Linked DNA regions of Arachis hypogaea: region 1 is linked to region 2. A link is a contact called in public Hi-C data. All regions are on one chromosome and are shown on one strand. The core of a region is the stretch at or near the end of the contact, and the rest is flanking DNA. Distances in the headings are between cores, read along the strand shown.

Evidence for each region. Hi-C and Micro-C count contacts between places; a contact is called where the count stands out from the background.
Region 1: a Hi-C map of leaf shows a contact between it and region 2, with 5 times the contacts expected there. The contact joins the promoter of LOC112726414 here to the promoter of LOC112729514 in region 2. A contact is called at or near these places in 2 of 8 Hi-C or Micro-C datasets (both in leaf).

What each region holds. Positions count from the first base shown.
Region 1 is chr12:3,550,711-3,556,911 of arahy.Tifrunner.gnm2.J5K5, reverse strand. LOC112726414 (disease resistance protein Roq1) reads left to right here and starts at 1,999. Exons shown (of 5, transcript XM_025775792.3): 1 at 1,999-2,838; 2 at 3,343-4,435; 3 at 4,581-4,913; 4 at 5,017-6,012. The coding sequence starts at 2,327.
Region 2 is chr12:3,422,094-3,428,743 of arahy.Tifrunner.gnm2.J5K5, reverse strand. LOC112729514 (putative disease resistance RPP13-like protein 1) reads right to left here and starts at 4,487. Exons shown (of 1, transcript XM_025779688.2): 1 at 1,110-4,487. The coding sequence starts at 4,454. The coding sequence ends at 1,110.

The DNA.
Region 1 (6,201 bases), core at 750-3,249, 130 kb before region 2:
TGAAATATTTTTTTGTGCAATACATACCTTGAACCTAGTTAATCTTGAATTTGAAGATCTAACATACTTCACAGCATCTCGAATTTTGGCAACTAAATCATCAATCTCCTTCAATCCATTCTTCACAATCAGGTTTAAAATATGCGCACAACACCGCATATGAAGATACTCTCCATTTAAAATTGAACTCTTTCAAAAAATCAGCCTTCTTTGTAAATGCATAACTCCTATATCGTTAGACGATGCATTATCAATGGTCAAACTCAAGATCTTGTTTAACTTCCAGTTATTCAAGCAAGTTTTAACATTTTGAGCCATAATTTCTCCCGTGTAGCCGGTGACTTAGAAAAATTTAGTATTTTCTTTTGCAACTTCCAGTCCATATCAATGAAATGAATAGTCAAACACATATACGTCATATTCTGACACGAACTCTAGTTATCAATTGTAAGACAAACTTTTTCCCCGTATTTGAAAAAGTATTTTTAAAGTTGAACCTTCTTTGTTTCCTAGAGCATCAAAATGTCACGTGCCAACGTAATACGTGAAAGAGTGTTGAATCCTGGTTACAAAGCCGCTGAATATTCTTTAAAATATTGACTTTCTACAAATCGAAAAAGAAGTTCCTCGCGAACAAACATTGATATCATTTTTTCTCGAGCATATTCTGCATCAAACCTACCCACTTGTGCTTTGACTATGTTCTTATAAATCCTACTTTCTCTTAACTACGCAAATCTAGAGAGTTCTTGAAGTTCAGGCTATGCAAATCTCAAATCAATTATGCAAACACTATAGTCTATAAGCATGTTGAAACTAGAATAATTACCCTCGGCTGTGTTTGGTAGCAAGAACATGAACAAAACTATAAAGATAGAGGCACAAAATGTGTTTGGAATTGGAGACAAATATACAAGATAATCAATCTCAACATACACATTTCCTGCATTTTACATTCTGCTAAAAAGTTGAGACAGATTTGATTGCGAAAGATTCAGTTGAAATAAAACTGTGTGTTGGAAGTGATAGCTTTGGTTTGCATGAAAGTATTGTGTACTGATTAAACTCTTATCTGTTTTTTTTATATGGCAGATTGAAGGCTCTGGCTAAGTATTATTTTCTGCTCAAATGTTGTGTCTTCAAGATTTTGAGAGTGCTTTGCTTCAAAGCAACTGATGAAAAGACCCTAATTTTCTTTTCCCTTTGAAATTAGCAGATAGTTTACAAGGAGATTTTATTAAACAGTATGCAACATTATAATATAACAATTCCATTCCTTTGGATGTTGAATTGAATATTGGGTATATTTTGGTAACCAAAGAAAACAGCTGAAGTAATATTTCATTGATTGTAGTGATTCATCTCATGAAAATTATTGCTAATTCAGTAAATTGTTTCAATTAGAATTAGAATTAGAATAGATTGAAATCTAACAAAGAGGTACTAGTAATTATTTACTTAAGGGGGGGGGGGGGGGGGTTTATTAAGTCAGTACCTCCAATAGGAATATTTATTAATGTATTTTTAAAGGAATACCTCTAATACTCTCTTGAAATTAGAAGATAAATTATGTTCTCTCATGTTTTATTATGCAATAGGTATGTTTTATATATTTTAAGTTTTTAACACTTGAAATAGTCATATTTAACCAATCCCAACACATAAAAATAAGCTTTTGGAACACATATGAAATATACTTTAGGATTACACCAGTGTTTCTCAAGTTTTATAGTTCTATGAGAAAGAAAATGATGCGATAAGTTAATTATTTAGAATTTAATTCAGAGGTAATGCTCTATATTCAAATAAAACATATGAAAAAATATTTTATATGTTAAATACGTGTGTAATTAAAATTATTATGTGATAACTGATAAGTGATAACATACAAGAAGGGATTATTTACCTTTCAATTTTCAAAAAAATATTGAAATAATTTTCGTTTTTAAATATTGCATTTACATGTATATATCGTCTCATTTGTTCTTTCTTTAAAATGTTAAATCTTTGTCCAAATGACAAATATCACAGCGACATTATGTTATTTCAAACACTTTTACTTTATTGAAAAGTTGACATCACTTTATTTCAAACAATTTGTTTCATGGAAGATTGGAGCCTACCAACAAACACTTTCTGAGAAATTGTCCCTTGCCATTGGCGTTTTCTTCAGCCTTCTTCCAATTAGAACTTCTGCAACTGTATCTGAAGTTTCCCCAATCCAGTGCTTCCAATTTCCACACACTTTCCTACCAAGGCTCTTAAAAAGACCATATTCACACTCTTAACAATAGCATCAAAATCAAAGTCAACTCTTGAATCAGCAATGATCACTGATGTACCTTCTTCTTCTTCCTCTTCCTCTCCCTCCGTCAAGACCCGTAGATGGATCAACCATGTATTCATCAGTTTCAGGGGTGCAGACAGCAGAAAAGGCTTCACAGATCACCTTTATGCTGCACTGGAAAGAAGGGGTTGTATCAAAACTTTCAAGGATGATCATGACCTTGAGAGTGGGGAAATCATATCTAAAGGGCTCATCAAGGGAATTCAAGAGTCCATGTTTGCGCTTGTTGTCCTCTCACCAAACTATGCTTCCTCAAGATGGTGCTTGGATGAGCTGCAAAACATCGTTGAGTGCAGGGAAAAGTTCAACCAAGTGGTTTTTCCTATCTTCTATGGTGTAGAATCCTCTGATGTAAGGTATCAGAGAGGAACCTTTGAAGAAGCTTTCAGAAAACATGAAGAGAGGTTCAAAGAAGAGAAGGGGAAAGTCCAAAGATGGAGAGATGCATTGCAAAAAGTTGCAAGTTATTCCGGTTGGGACTCCAAAGATAAGTGAGTTCTCTTGTCATTCATTTTGATTATTTTTTTCCCTAGTGATCTGAAGTTTTTTTAACTTTTTGGTACCAAAATGAGAGAATTGGACACCAAACATAGTTAAAGTGACCAATCCCTTCTATATATATATTAGTTTATTTTCTTGGCCCATAGTCAAGTATTTCAAGTTTTCAGGAGTAGATTTAACTCATACTCTAGAGACATGCATAACCATCTATTTTCATTATAATGTTTAGAAGTTATATAAAAATCAACAATGAATGGTTTTGTAAATGGTTTGAGCACACATTAAATGTGCAGTAGACAGTAGTGTTCGAGTTTTTGAATTTTCTCTTTGTTCAAATGATAAATCATCATCGTATATAGAAAATAGATGATACATAAAAATCCAAGTTGTGATCCATTCATTAATTCTTGAGTACATGAAAATTAAACTTCAGACCTAACCATGGGCATGCGAAATTTATAATCATAGCCTATATTTTTTCTCCCTCTATGCAGTCATGAGGCAGCATTGATTGAAAGAATTGTTGATCACATACAAAAATTACTGATTCCTAAGTTGCCATCATCAGTAGGAAACCTCGTTGGTGTTGAATCAAGGATGAAAAAGTTGAATTCACTCATCGGTATGCAGTTGGATGATGTTCGCTTTATAGGTATATGGGGCATGGGAGGCATAGGAAAAACAACAACTGCCAGATTAATATATGAATCAATCGAAGAGCAGTTCAACTTTAGTTGCTTTCTAGCAAACATTAGAGAGGTTTCTGCAAAACATGGCATAGTTCACATCCAAAAGGAACTTCTTTCTCATCTTTCTGTAAGAAGTAATTACTTTCATAATTTGTTTGATGGGGTAAAAATAATAGCAAACTCTTTGCACAACAAAAAGGTCCTCCTTGTTCTTGATGATATAAGTGAAAGAAGCCAATTAGAGAACTTAGCCGGAAAACAAGAATGGTTTGGTCCCGGTAGCAGAATAATAATCACTACTAGAGATAAGCATCTGCTAATGGCACATGGCGTGCATCAGACATGCGAGCTTGAAGGCTTAGTTCAGGAAGAAGCCCTTCATTTATTCTGTCTGAAAGCTTTTAAACAAGATCAACCCAAAAGCCAATATCAGAATTTGTGCAGCGAAGTGGTTGAATACACAAGAGGCCTTCCATTGGCACTTGAAGTATTGGGGTCCCATCTTTGTGGAAGAACTCCTGAGGCTTGGCATAGTGCTTTAAAGCAAATAAGAAGTTCTCCACACCCTGAAATCCAAAATTCATTGAAAATAAGTTTTGAAAGTTTGTCTAGCACAGAGAGAGAAATATTTTTGGATATTGCTTGTTTCTTCAAAGGCATGGACAAGGATGAAGTAGTAGAAGTGTTAGAAAATTGTGGTCATTTTTCACAAATTGGAATTGAAATTTTGATTGAAAAATCTTTGGTCACTCTTGGTAGGCGTAATCAATTGGAAATGCATGATTTACTTCAAGAAATGGGAAAGAATATAGTGTTTCAAGAATCTCCAAATGATCCAGGAAAACGTAGTAGATTGTGGTCTCAAGATGACATCAGCCGTGTGTTGTCACAAAATAAGGTTTGTGCCAATTCTTCTGCCACTACTGGATGATTGGTTTTAGATCAACAAAAAATGGCATGCGATATTTCTTTTCTTTAAACATTTGTTTTATCTTTTAATCAACAATATTGCACTATTGAGTAATTACAATTCTGAATTTCAGGGAACTGAAGCAATTCAAGCAATAGTAGACGATGCTCGAGTTCGACCATTAGCAAGATGGTTCTCTGAAGTAATGCTACCAACATTGTACTACAATAAACCATATGAAGCAAGATGGAGCTCTGAAGCTTTCTCCAAGACCAGCAACATAAGGTTGTTAAAGATACGTAATGTGGGTCGTCTTTCCCATGGCCTTGAGTGCCTTCCTTATGCACTCAGAGTTCTTGACTGGCAAGGATGCCCTCTGAAAACTCTGCCACTTACTGATCAACTGGATGTTGTTGACATCAATTTGTCTTGGAGCAAAATTGAACAACTTTGGCACGGAACAAAGGTAAAATCCGTTGGTTAATTGCTTTTTTCAAACTACGTTTTAGTGATGTTCACAAATCACAATTACATTGAAATTTTGCTTTCACATGTATACTTTTGATCAGATTTTACATAAGTTGAAGTGCATCAACTTGAGTTTTTCCGGTAATCTAAACCAAACCCCTGACTTTGTGGAGGTTCCGAATCTCGAATCGTTAGTTCTTGAAGGTTGTACAAGCCTAACCGAAATCCACTCATCTGTTATGCACCTCAAGAAACTTGTTCAATTGAACTTAAAAGGCTGCAAAAGGCTCAAAGCTCTTCCAGGTAAAATGGAGATGAGTTCATTAAAGGTTTTAAATCTTTCTGGTTGTTCAAACATGAACACTGTCCCAGACTTTGGGAATTGCATGGGACATCTAGCAGAGCTTCATTTGGATGGAACTGCTGTAACAGAGCTACCTTCATCATTAGGATGTCTGGTTGGACTTGTTCTTTTGCATTTACAGAATTGCATGTATCTTGTTTGCCTTCCGGATACCATTCATAAGTTGAAGTCCCTCAAAGTTCTTAATGTTTCTTATTGCTCGAAACTCCGTAGCTTGCCAGAGTGCCTACAGGAAATGAATAATCTGGAAGAACTTTATGCAAGCAACATTGAAGAACTACCTTTATTTTTATATTATCTAGGAAACATCAAAGCAGTGTCATTTGCTGGTTGCAAAGGGCCAACATCTGAGTTTAATTGCTTTCGAGTTCCATCTGCTGTTTGCGGTCCATCCCTTTTGATAAGGTTAGATTTAAGTTACTGCAATCTACCTGCTGAATCCATACCAGATGGTTTTTGTGGCTTATCTTTGCTGAGGGATTTAGATCTTTCTGGCAACAACTTTGTTAACCTACCAAGCGACATTTCCAAACACACTACGCTTGAATATCTTTGTCTAAACTGGTGCAAGAAGCTTCAGTCATTGCCTGAGCTTCCATTAAGCATAAAAAGTGTAGATGCAAGCAACTGTGCCTCATTGGTAACTTCTAAATTCCATCCATCTAGCAAATGCAGCATTTTTGCATCACTTGTACAATGGCACTTACCAAGAGAACGGAAGTGCCTCCTTAAGGTTTGTAACCCTACTATTTCTTGACATAATTATCCATTCCTGTCAGTTATTCATTATTGCAATTCTATGCCAATTTCAGGTCTTTTTTAGTTTTGCTTGTGTTATTTCCTGTGTGTCTTTGTGAAATTGTGGCTACTCTCTTAGGAGAATCACACGTTCCTTAACTATCGGAAAAAAAATGTTAATTTC
Region 2 (6,650 bases), core at 3,238-5,737:
ATAAATAGACAGTCAGACCTCACAAGTGCACAAATTACAAATTCAACTTGTTTCAATTAACTTCTTTCCTAACTAGCTTGCTTCTTTTTACTGTCTCTGAATTTCTTTGCTAATTTGGGATGTTTAGTTTCACTCTGGGCATTTTAGTAATTATACACATTATTATAGACCTGGAATACACAGTGTCAAAGTTTTCAAATTTATTTGGTAGGCAGCTAGCTCATACCAATAAATTTGATTAACAAATAAATAACATACACTTGGATTCAATCATGCACTTTAGCACAAAGTTGAACTTACATACATAACACTACATATATACCAGCTTAATTACTCACTTTAATTTTTGACTTAATATAATTTTCTTAACCTTCTAATCTTGAGAATCCTATATATTTATGGTTCATAGGCAATATACTTAATTACATTTGACTTCACTCTAAGAATAGTGAGAAGGAATAGACCTGACAAAGGCATAATATAGAAGCACCCAAACATAATATAGTCACACCAAAGTTTAATGTGGGAAAAAACCTCTCAAGGTGAGAGATAAAAAAAACCCACAGGAAGGTAACTATTATCCAAATCAAAGCTACAAAGATGTCTCAAAACTTAGAAGTACTAATAAGCATACATACACAACTCTTATGCAAGGACAGACACACATCAACAAAATGAAAGAAATGACAGTTTTTCCAGCAGTTCTACTTGAAGCATTAGGAGTGAAGAATCTCCATTTGAACAAAAGAATATTTGACCATCCGATCATTCACTTGATGATAATGGGAATGTAGAGAGGAACTCCAAAAAGCGCTTGCTCCAAAAAGTGTTTGCTGCACTTGGGAATGTAGAGAAGATGGTCACAACATTAAATCTGATTCATTCATACATCTTAAAAAAAAATTCTTAAATGATGGATGCTCAAGAAAAGATATTCCCTCTCTTTGAAATTTTAATTCATGGCAATTAATTCTTATGTTCCTATTTAAATGCAATTTTATAGAAAAATATGATATGATGGTTAATAAGTATCACTTATGCATGTATGAATTTAATTATGGTATGAGAAACATGAAAGATTAGAGAAATACCTGATCAGTGTTCTCTACTCAGAAAATTTGTTGGCCATTGACTTGAATGGTGGGGATGTGGGCAATTTTGGGCCAAATTAGTTGATGCTTGTTCTTGCAGTGTTCTCCCAGCAAACCACAGTCTTCAATTGTGAGTAGCAAGAGAGAGGGAGGCAACTCTTCTCCTTCCATGTTCTCCAGCTTTGGACAGTATGAAATGTGTAATTGTTGGAGCGAAGTGAGGCAAAAAAGCTTGTTGCACTCCAAAGTCTCCAGATTTTGAAAGTAACAGAGGTGCAAACTGGTAAGGGAGGGAAGCTGAGGCAGCAACCCAACCTGTGTGCATGACCTCACGCAACAAAAATCCAAAGTAAGCTCAGTGAGGGCGACCAAGTTGGCCATCCATGATAGATCTTTCATTAATTCGTCGCTACCTTCCACAACAAGTTCTTTCAAGTTAGGCGGCAAACCACCCTCTGGCACCTTACACATTTTCTGGCAAGCTTGTATGCAGAGAGAATGTAAACTTGGAAAAGCATTCTTGTGACTCGGAAATGCCTCCAACTTGTCGCAATATGTGACGCTGAGATGAGTCAAGTTGGGTGCAGCCAGTCCTTCTCCTGCAAATGACACTAATTTGTGGCATCCATTGATGGTGAGACGTTGAAGAGAAGCGTGTGGTGTATCTGACATTGAAACTGATTCCAGATTCCGACACAAGGATATCTCAAGATTCTTGAGTTTGGGAAAGGAATCCAATGATAGCGAGGTGAGTGAATCGCAGCTGTCTTGTATTTGTAGCTTTACCAAATCATGCTTGATCTGTGGCTGTTGCTGCGGAAATTCCAGCATTCTAGAATCCATGATTGTCAGCTTTTGCAAAGATTTGGGCAAACAATTGTCCGGAAAGGATAAAGGAGACCGACACCTTGAGATGTGTATTTCTTGGAGGTAACTTAGATTGTTGATGCTCATTGCCTTAATTGAAAAAGTATCGCTGTTAAGTATCATCTCTCTCCGTCCTTCTGGAACTTTCAAAACGATTCCCCAGAATACCGCATTAAGCATATTTCCCTTTAACATTGGACAATCTCTTAATTGAAGCTTCCGGAGTCGAGGAAAAGTTTCTGAGCCAGGAAAGTGCCACTCCTCCCACCATGGCATGTTATATAACTCCAAAGTCTCCAGTGAGGGAAACGGTGCCATAGGCAAAGAATCATGAGCTCCTTCATTCTTGTAAAACTCCTCGCCAATACTCCTCAGCTGATCAAAACCTTGAATGCGGAGGGACTTTAGAGAAGGCAGGTGTCCAAGTGAAGGCAGCATGAAGCAATTCTTGCAATCTAACAGAGATACACTTGTCATGTTTTCGTAGTAACAGTGCCCCAACCAATCTGGAAATATTGGACCCTTGTATCCCCATATTCTCAACTCTTTCAAGCCGTTATGAGGTTTTAAGCTGTCAAGTATTTGTATTTCAGTTTGTGCATTTATTAAAACCATATCATCGTCTGAAGACCATTTCAACAATAACTCGTCAATATGCTTCTTATCTATCCCTGCACTCCTTGCCTGATTGGCATCAACCACATTCTCCAATTTCTGAATCCCAAGTGATCCGTGAAGATTTGAAAGCCCTCCTAATTCTCGGATTCCATTCTCTTCTTGTCTGCCCACAACAAAATCACTTAAGAATTGCAACTCTTTCAATTTGCTTATTCCTCCCGGCATTTCTTTCAAAGGAGTTTTTCTAACATCAAGATGCCTTAAATTCACAAGCTTATGCATGCCCCTAGGCAACATGGTCAACTTAATACATTCACGCAACTTTAATGTTTGTAGACTGTACAAGTTACATAAGGACTCGGGCAATGTCTTAATATTGGTCCAAGAGAGATTCAAATAGTGTAGATGAATCAATGAACCTATTAAATCAGGCAATACATCAAGTTCATAAAAGGATAAAACTCTCAAGCAATTCAACTTTGATGCTATGCTTTTCATGCTAAACAAATCGACGACATACAAGGATGTTCTCAAAGATTTCAACGAAGCAACCGAATTAAGTATTTTTGAGTTTGGACTATTCAATCTTCCAAATGACAAATGTTGAGTCAGAATCCCTATGTCCGCTTCTTCGCCAAGTTCTTTCAAGTTGCAATAGTAATCTCCAGCAAGGGATATTGCTAAGTCATGCAAGATATTGTGCATCACAAAATAATTGTCTTGACCCTGAACCCTTTTGAAAAATAATCTAGAAATTAGTTCATCAAAATACTTGCAACCAATTTCTTCTAAAGTATATCCTCTCGGTGGTTGTAAAATATCTTCAGCCATCCACAACAAGATTAATTCATCTTTATGAAAAAAATAGCCTTTTCGAAACAACGAACAATAAAGGAAACAAGGCTTTAAATGTGCAGGAAGATGGAAGTAACTTATCAGTAATGCTGGAATAATCTTACTCTTCGCCACCGGAAATTCCCAAATAGCACTCCTTAATATCTTGTTCCATTCATCAACATCATGCCTTGTACGAAACAAGCCTCCAAGTATTCCTGCAACTAATGGCACGCCATCACACTTCTTGACAATCTCTCGACCTATGCTTTCAAGCTCCTTGTTCCCATTTGATTCTGGGAAAGATGCATTTTCTGCAAACACTGACCAACAATAGTTCTCCGACAACTTCCTGAGAAAATAAGGGTGACAATTTTGAACTGCAGAAGCAACATTTTCCTCCCGAGTAGTCAGAAGAACAATACTTCCCTTATTCCGATTTTGTTGGAAAGGGGTCATAAAATTACTCCATTTGTCACCATCATCACTCCAAACATCATCCAGAACAATTAAGAACTTGTTATTCGACAATTTTTCTTTCAAAGCATTTTGAAGTGATTTGAAATCATCAACCCTAAAAGTATCTCCAAGGATCTCCTTTGAGATATTCTTTGTAGTCTCGATGATATCAAAATTCTCCGAAACACAAACCCATGCTTTAAGATCAAACCCCTTCATGAACTCCTCCTGATTGTTGTACAGCCATTGGGCTAAAGTTGTTTTACCAACCCCACCTATGCCAACAATAGCTATCACAGACAGGTGATGCTCATTGCTGTCCTTCAGCATCTTGACTATGGCCTTCTGGTCATCCTCCCTGCCATACACATTCCCTCTCACAAGAGTCGGAATCTTTTCAAGACCAAGCAAATCTTTATGTTTTCCAAGATCCTCTATTCTTCCAACTACCCCTTCCATCTTCTCTACCTCCTTTTGTGTGGCAGCTTTGGCGAGGACAGTGTCCAGCAAGTCCTCAGCACAGTAAACAGCATCCCTGAGATTATCGAGCCACTTCCTCACCGATTTATTGCCAAACTGCTTCATCTCAGCATCAGCAACAAGAGCTTCAGCACCCAAGAGAGCAGTCTTCACCCAAAAATTTTACTCTACCGACGACACTGAAACCTTATGAGGGAATCGGTGATCCCAACATCCACGTCACTAAATTCAACTCAATAATGTTCATGAACGATGCATCTGACCCAATACTTTGTCATACATTTCTGACTTTCTTAGATGGTGCTGCCTTGATTTGGTTTTCTATATCAAGCTTTATTGAGCTGGCCAACCTCTTTGTCAACAACTTCGCAGCTTCGAAGATCTGTGCATAACTCGGACTATCTTAGTACCATACAACAAGGACAACATGAGAGTTTTAAGGATTATATGACGAGATTTGCCAAAGTGGCCATAGAGATCCCATACCTCAACTTAGATGTCCACCTACATGTGCTAAAGAGTAGACTTTGTCCTGGAAAATTTCAAGAGATAATAACAGTGATAAAATCAAAGACACTAGTCAAGTTCTGAGAGAAGGCAACATGCCAAATAGAGATAGAAGAGATCCGACAAGTTTAAAGAGCAGAAAACCAACTTTTAGCCAAGAAGTTGACAAACAAAACAAACATCATAACAACAGAGAAGACCATTCAAAATAGCTAAGGTCATTACACGAGGCACACCCCTGCACCTTCAACTATGGAGGTTTCACATTCATATATCACATCATTTTTTTCATCTCTTTATTATTTTTATCATTATTATTTTGTTCTCCTTCACAACAAATCAAAACTCATACCAACTTATAAGTCGGTTTATCTACTATCACATATCAAACAATGCACCAAACCGAATGCCTATTTAACCAATCTATACCTCTAATATAAAAAATTGTATTCTGAGATATCTTCAACATACCTATTTTATTCTAATGTATATCCAAAGTTGAAATTTCAAATTTTTTTCGCAACTTATTTCAGAAGGAATTAACCGATTATTCAATATGAAAAGAACACTCAAACATACCAATCTAAACAAGTTGACACCTATAAGTCAGAATCATTTCAAACAAACCGACAACTATAAGTCGGAGTCATTTCAAACAAACAGGCAACTATAAGTCGGAGTTAATCCAAATAAGCTGACACCTATAGGTTGGAATCACTCCAAACAAATCGGCGACTATAAGTCGGAGTCAATCCAAACAAACCGACATTTATAAGTTGGAATCACTTCAAACAAACCGATAATTATAAGTCAAAATCAGTCAAAGCATACCGACACCTATAAGTCGGTGTCAGTCCAACAATCAACTATAAGTTCGTTAAAAAATATACTAATATAAGCAACACCTTTCTCAATGATAAGCTTGTCCAATTTTATTTTTAAGATTATCAAGTTGATATTGGGGGGCTAATCCTCATGTCTCTAAATTATAACACAACTGCATCTCTTCTATATCCTGTCGAGTTAGAACTCGATTTTTATAAAGGCTCAACCCGTTTCTCTTAAAAATAAACAGGTAAAGCTTGGGGGTTATAATCTGGTCACTATAACTCGCCAACTATAAGCTATAATTTGAAGATTAGGTCAAAAGAACGTTAGGATTTTCATAACTCATAAATTACCAACACATAACTCGATCATTACATCTATAACTCGGCCGTTATAATTTGGTCCATTCCATATTACTCGATAATTGTTACCTATTACTTGGAAAACAAGTGTTGATCCATTACCTATATCTCGGCCAATGAAACGTATAGTTCGGCCTAAATTTTTCTGTTAATCCATTAGCTATAACTTGGCCTAAAATTTACCTATAAATTGGAATTTGAATAAAATAAATCAAACATGCCTATTTCAGTTAGAGAGAATCTTGACTCTAACGTAACCATCTGAACACGTGCAGAAGTGGTTACTAAAATAGTAGGTCTACGGGATAACCACCTATAACATAACAACACTATAAATACAAAACTTTAAGCACGTAAAAGGTACGCTATTCACTTTGAATAACTTATACCTTATCTTATACGATTTTTTACTTGAGCGTTGGAGTTTCTTTGCAGATTTCAACTTCTTTCGATATTTCTTGGCGATTGAAGTATAGTTCGGTGTCTGTGTTATTATGACAGAAAATTCTATATAAACGAAAGAAGGAGTTATATCTCGACACTAAAAAAAATTATACTTCGACTCAGATTACTATGCAAGAACAGAAACAAAGTCTTATTTCTA